2 separate regions of the Mus musculus genome follow, and region 2 is linked to region 1. The links are chromatin contacts, called in public ChIA-PET maps. All regions are on one chromosome and are shown on one strand. The core of a region is the stretch at or near the end of the contact, and the rest is flanking DNA. Distances in the headings are between cores, read along the strand shown.

The links. ChIA-PET counts read pairs in DNA pulled down with a chosen protein or histone mark.
Region 2: a contact with region 1 is called in an RNA polymerase II ChIA-PET map of memory CD8 T cells, with 281 read pairs. The contact joins the enhancer-like site here to the promoter of Zc3h13 in region 1. A contact is called at or near these places in 1 of 39 promoter capture datasets (macrophages), 1 of 15 datasets of contacts at CTCF or cohesin (CD8 T cells), 7 of 484 Hi-C or Micro-C datasets (the AML12 cell line, CD8 central memory T cells, embryonic stem cells and 4 more), 8 of 115 datasets of contacts at active chromatin or transcription factors (the HPC-7 cell line, the SCID.adh cell line, embryonic stem cells and 1 more) and 3 of 9 other capture datasets (adipose tissue, liver and pancreatic islet).

The regions. Positions count from the first base shown.
Region 1 is chr14:75,282,540-75,285,815 of GRCm38.p6, reverse strand. It overlaps Zc3h13 (zinc finger CCCH type containing 13), which reads right to left and starts at 1,450. Exons shown (of 19, transcript NM_001359875.1): 1 at 1,151-1,450. It overlaps Cpb2 (carboxypeptidase B2 (plasma)), which reads right to left. Exons shown (of 11, transcript NM_019775.3): 11 at 2,261-2,585. The coding sequence ends at 2,401.
Region 2 is chr14:75,317,388-75,320,663 of GRCm38.p6, reverse strand. The region is part of intron 8 of Zc3h13 (zinc finger CCCH type containing 13); the gene reads right to left. It also overlaps the pseudogene Gm46470. Among named protein-coding and RNA genes, the nearest start is that of Zc3h13, 35 kb to the right of the region's middle. Within about 2 kb of position 1,808, at least 24 of the 459 cell types and tissues checked have an H3K27ac peak or open chromatin away from gene starts, as enhancers often do. A contact at or near this core is called in CD8 T cells, CD8 central memory T cells, the HPC-7 cell line and 2 more, where this site is marked.

The sequences.
Region 1 (3,276 bases), core at 201-2,700:
TAGCATAAAGTACTTTTATAGGATTTACATTGCACTATGTATTAGAAGTATAGAGATGATTGAAGGCATATAAAACATCGTTTTCCAGAAGGGATTTGAGTTTCTGCACATTTAGGTATCTGAGTCACCCCCTATGTGTTGGTATCAACTACATCCTACCAGATGCTCACACTGAAACTCAAGTTTCAGGGCACAACCGTTTGCACAGAAATTGTGACATTCCTACATCAGCTTGCTAAGTCTCCAGATGAAACTGTCATCTGATATAATCTAACTAAGAAGTTGGAGGTTATTTAAAAATTTATACGTCTGTGTTGCGAAATATTGTTGTTTGGATTCTAAAGCTAGTAATGTTAAGTACTACATAGCAAAACTAAGCATATAGGCAGAGCCGCATAGTGATCTGGACTAACTAAATAAACATATCACAGACTTTTAAACCCTTAAATGCCAAACTTAAAGGTCCAACCTTTTCAAATTATTTTTTTTTGAAATTCACAAACCAGGAGAGACTGTGCACGCCCATAACTGAAAGAGTTCAAATTATCTGAAGACTCCTAATAAAACGAATTAACTTAAGATACTGCCTCTCACAAGCAAGATCCTACCAATATCATCCAAGTATTTTCTTCAACTCTGAATACTTTTCCAGCCACATAAATGTCAACCTGCTTAGCAAGTGATACTGCCAGATATATCTTCTCCTTTCGTTCCAGCTTCCCGTTGCCTGGGAGTATAAAGATAAAACAGTACTCCTACACTCCCAATAGTATTTACTGCAGCCGGGAAATAAGCAAGACCAGGAACAATCAAAAGGACTCTCCTTTCTTCAATAGATCTGGAATACGTGAAGAAGGCAACTCTAAATCCAAGAAACACAACTGCTGCATCCTTTCACCACACACAAATGCGACCACCACACCACGGTATCCGAGTCCGCCTGCTTCCTGACACAGACTGCAGAATCACAACTGGAGCAACAGCCAGATCTAACACCAAGAGCCTCTGCAGAGTCAAGGGTGGGATGCTCAAACAGCGTTCAGAAACACAAGCAGCACAGAACAAGGCGAGCGAGGATGGAGGCCACAGCGCAGGACGCCCACACGAGCCGGGTCCAACGCCTCTTCCCATCCGCTCCCCGAACGCTTACCTCCTCTCCAAGCACCCTTGTAAGCGCAGTCTTCAGGACGTCCCTGACGCCTCAGCTCCGGCTGTCCCCGCGCCCGGCCCCGGGAGGACGACCAAGAGGACGTGCACGCGCGGCTCCCAGGGGCCGGCCCTCCTCAAGCGGGGCGGACGCCGGGAACAGGGAGCAGCGGAGCCGCCCGGATCTTCTCCCAGCTCTGGAGAGCTCCGGACACGAGACGAGAGACGCACAGAAGCCACTGCAGAGCAACGCTAAGACCACAACTCTGCCTGGCCGCTACACTGGCAGCATCTAAAAGCCGACGGAAGTCGCGAGTTTGCCCGACTCCTCCGCAGGCAAGGCAGCTTCCGGCCCCCAGATTAGTCGTCATCGAGTAAGCCCCGCCCCTCTCAGACCACGCCCCCTCGCGTCCGACGCGAGGGCAGTGCGGAGTGTGTTCCTGACGCCTGTTTACTAAGGTCTGGGGACACGGAGTCAGCGTGGGAGGACGGAGATTCTCAGTTGACTGAGATTCTGGTTTTCACCGTTTTCCATCGCATAAAGTGCTACTTTGTTTCGGCAGTAACCACCAGCCTGGTGCGTTTCGAAGCTGCAGATTTTGACAACCGCCCGTCCCCCGCCTGGGCCTGAAGCTGGAGCAGAAATGCACGGATTGCGTTTTCAAGAACAAGAGCAGAGACTGATTAAAATTTTAGGGTGCAAACCCTTGAGGTGCTACAGAGTGCCTTTGCTTTTCCTGCTTGGATCCAATGATCTCCGTAGATTTAGGGTAAAAGTTGCTTAGGAGGAGCTGGAGAGATGGCTCCAGCCGTTAAAAGCGGTTGCAGCTCTTTCAGAGACCAGGTTTGACTCCCATCCCCCACGTGACTGCTGACCACCTTCTGTAACCTTCAGTAACAGCGGTTCCCCATTTTCTTCTGGCCTCTGATGGGGGTCCAGCATAAACCTGGTGCTTAAACTCACACCCTCACGCCCCACCACACACACAGTACATCTTAAAACTGCTTAAGATAGCTGTTCATCATAAATCAAGGGACGGTGGGGTGGGACCAGTAGCTAACCTCTTAGAATAAAAATAATAAAAATAAAAATGTTAAAATACACAGGGGGCCATTTTCACTCTTAAGCTCAAAGTAGTGTGCTTTTTATTCTTCAACAAAACCAAGGAAACTGATTCAACTTAGAAGCTAATGCAACAGTTAAGTGTTGCTGAAATCAATAAAATAAAAATAATGAGAGCGGAGGTTAGGGCATTAAGTGTTCCTGATGACATGCCAAACTATTTTAGAGATGGCGGCCAAAGCTTCTGCACAAGTGGGTTTGATGTATCTCTCAGGCAGCAAGAATCCGTATCTGCCTGTATCTCGGAGCTCAATTGTAAACGAATATTTGATGCCCAAATCATAGATCCAATCGTCAGAACCTCCAGGAGCTAGATCTAAAAGAGACACAAAATATATTTATTTCATAGCAACAAACACTTTATTTCATTGTAGAAACGAAAATAGCTTCCTTCTGGATGTTACCTAAATTTCTTATCTGAAAGTTGTAGTCATCTAAAAGAAACCATGTTAAGAAAGAAAACACATGTTGCCCAGAACTCAACAATAATCTGATTAAGGAGTGATAACTGCCAATAACATTTTAGTACATTTTACAGTGCATGTACTTTCTGTCTTAATTTGTAACATTTCTGGAAGTAATTATTGTAACATTACCAAATGTATCATTATTGTGTTTGAATAGACATTATTTTGAGTCATTTTAAGGGATTGCATTGTAAACTATAGTTGATTCAAATAATTTTGTTGATAAATAACTTAGTTTCTTTAGAATGAGCACCATTGTCCATAAATCAATGTTTCCTACTTCAGTAGCTTTTCTAGAGTTAAAGTTCCTTGACTAAAGTGGTGTACCTTTTACAGTTACCACACTTGTCACCAAGTACTAATCAAAAGAATGGAACCTCTCTCCTCCCAGGAGAGTGTCAGCATACCCAACTGGCAGCTTCTGCACCATGGGCAAGAATCTTGCATCCTGTCAGTTTTCTGGGAAGAAGAAGAAGGAGGAGGAGGAGGAGGAGGAGGAGGAGGAGGAGGAGGAGGAGGAGGAGGAGGAGGAGGAAGAAG
Region 2 (3,276 bases), core at 559-3,058, 34 kb before region 1:
ACGGTCCTCTTTAGGATTGGGCTTAGGTTCTAGTGACATGGCTAAATGAAAGGAGGCCAGAATCATTGGGAATATAGGATCTGCTATGGTGTCTCCCTCTGGAAAATGGTGAAGAAAACTGAAATTAGCCAGCATGGCAAGTACACTTGCTCCTTCTGTGGTAAGCCCAAGATGAGGAGAAGAAGATAAGCCGTGGCGTCTGTTCCTGTGGTTCACCCATGAAAACAATGACTGGCTTGACCCGGACCTACAGTTTCACTTCTGTCACAGTCTAGTCTTTCATCCAAAGACTGAAGGATCAGAAAGGCCAGTAGAAGTTATCATTTAAGACATGTATATCGTGCAATAAACTGATTCAAGTTTTTAACATAAGTTAAAGATTTGAAGTTTCTTGCTTGGTTAGAGTTATTCCAAGATATTTTAAATTATTTTCTATTATACTCATAGACTGGTGCTTAGCCCAATTGTCATCAGAGAGTGTCATCCAGCAACTGATGGGAGCAGATGTAGAGACCCGCCAGGCCCAAACACTAGGCAAAGCAGAGAAACCTTTGCAAAAGAGGGACAGGAAGGACTGTAGGAGCCAGAGAAGTCAAGGACACCATGAGAACACAGCCACAGAACCAACTAAAGACTGAAGCGACAAACACCAACCCTGAATGGGTCTGAGCCAGGTTCTCTGTATATACCTATGGTTGTATATCACTCTATTCTAGTGGGACTCCCATCAGCGGGAGTGGGATGGGTATCTCTGACTTTAGCCTGAACTTGGGACCTTTTTTTCCTGCTGCACTGCTTCATCCACCCTAGATATGACAGTTTGTGCCTTGTCTTATTGTAACTTGTTATGCCATCTTTGGTGGGCACCTCTAAGAGGCAATGGAAGAGGAATGAACCTAGGGGAGAGGGAAGGTGGAAGAAGTGGAGGGAGGGGAAACTGAGGCTGGAATGTAATGTATGAGAGAAAAATTTTTTAAAAATAAGGAAAAAGACTGATTCAAGGTCACCTATAAAATTCTTTGATGACTGGCTCAAAGAACATACACACACACTCACACACACATCTATAGTATTAATTAATCCACACTATCTTTTTTTGTTTTGTTTTGTTTTCTTGAGACAGGGTTTCTCTGTATAGCTCTCTGTATAGCCCTGGCTATCCTGGAACTCACTTTGTAGACCAGGCTGGCCTCGAACTCAGAAATCCGCCTGCCTCTGCCTCCCGAGTGCTGGGATTAAAGCCGTGCGCTACCACGCCCAGCTCACACTATCTTTAAAGACATTATAGTCCATTTCCATCTATCAGATATTGGTGCCTACATCATGGAAGAAAAACTACAATTCAGGTCAGAACACTAATCTCTTGCCAAATAATGGCTTTATCATTTTAACCATATTTTCTTCTCATATACCCCTTTAAACTTCAGAAAAATGCTGGTTTAAAAATCCTTACATTTTTCTCTCTGCTACTACTTTAAAAGTCAATGACTAGCCAGGCATGGTAGTCCATGCCTTTAATCTCAGCACTTGGGAGGCAGAGACAGAGGTAGATCTCTGTGAGTTCCAGGCCAGCCTAGTCTACAGAATGAGTTCCAGGACAGCCAGAGCTACATAACAGAGATCCAGTCTCTCCCCTAACCCAACCTCCCTCGCCTCCCCTCCCCCAAAGGAAGAGGCACCAGCAGCAACAATGACCAAGAATCATTTTGTTTTGAAAACAAAAAGACCACAAGACAGGAAGTGGCAGGCATGGCTGAGAGCCTGACTGAACCCCAATCCTCATACGCACTGCTTATATAAAAGGTGTGCACTGACCAATGAAGGTGGATCTCTCTAGGACACAGTAAATGGCACAAGCATTTCCACTGAGAACAGGAGATAAGAATCCACCCAATACTAGAGCATAATCCCAAGTTTCTGGCATTCTGGTAGAAAATGGAATGTTTGTACTTTTTGAACATTTTTAGTTTAGTTTTAAGAATTATCCCTTCATTTAATCCTGATTCAAACCCAATGAAGTCTATTATACATATTTTGCAGCTGAAAAAAATGTTAAGAGAACAAGTAACTAGCTTAGTACCTTATATAGAAGCAGAGCCAAGTAAAATGTCTGTCCTGTTCCTGTAACGTCAATATCTTGATTACACTAAAACCCAAAAAGAAAAGACTGACTCTTTAAGAAGTTCACATCTGTCATGGAAAGTGAGTGTTGTAGCCTTTCCTGTGACTTTCCTTTAGTTCCTATATAAAATCCTTCTTTAGAAAGGGGATGCATGAGGAGGCCAGAGTAGGATGTTGGGTAACTTTCTCTATCAATCCCCGCCTTGCTGCCTTCAGAAGGAAGGCTCTCAATGAATGAGGAGTCACTGCATCTGCTAGAGAGCTCTCAGGACCTGTCTCTCTCCACCCTACAATGGTGAGGTTGCAGACATGTGCACCCATATCGCGTTTTGTTGGCACTTGAAAACTGACCTCATGTTTGAAGACCATACCAATTCCAAGTGTTGGGGCGGGGGGAGGGAGAGACAGAGCTCTGTAAAGAATCATACTTTTTCAAGGGAATAATTAAATTTAAAGAATCTGAAAACTGATCAAGAATAAATCTGGCTCTCATCAAATTTGTATTTTACAAATTTTATAAAGCAAGAAGATAATGAATACAGATACAAAAATCTTCAACAAAGTACTAGCAAAGTAATTTGAACAGTATGTTAAATGTACACATACCATGACTACATGCATTTATTCCTGGAAAGCAAGAGTGGCTGACATCTTGAAAAATGACTAATACAATATACTACAAGAACTAAGATAAGGAAAACAATCATACAAGGATACTAATACACAAAACATCTGAGAAAATTCAAAACCATTTACTAGTCCTCAGTAGAGCTGAACATGGTAGCACATGCCTTTAATCCCAGCACTCAGGAGACAGAGTTTAAGGCCACCCTAGCCTACACAGCAAGTTCCAAGCCAGCTAGAGTTACATAGTTTTACCCTGTCTCAAATGATGATAACCAATAAGCCATTTATGAAAAGCTTACAGTTAATACATCACTGAACAAAGAGAAACTGAAGATTTCTCTATAAGACACTGACAAAGATGCCCTTCTTATTCAATGTAGTATGTAAAATCGTAGCCACAGCAATTAAGCCAAAAAAAAAATGTCATCAAATGGAAAAGAAAAAAGTAAAAATATTTGTAGATGATAGTATCTTGTATGTAGGAAACCTTGATTCTACAAAGACATAATAAAATTCTCTTACAATAAA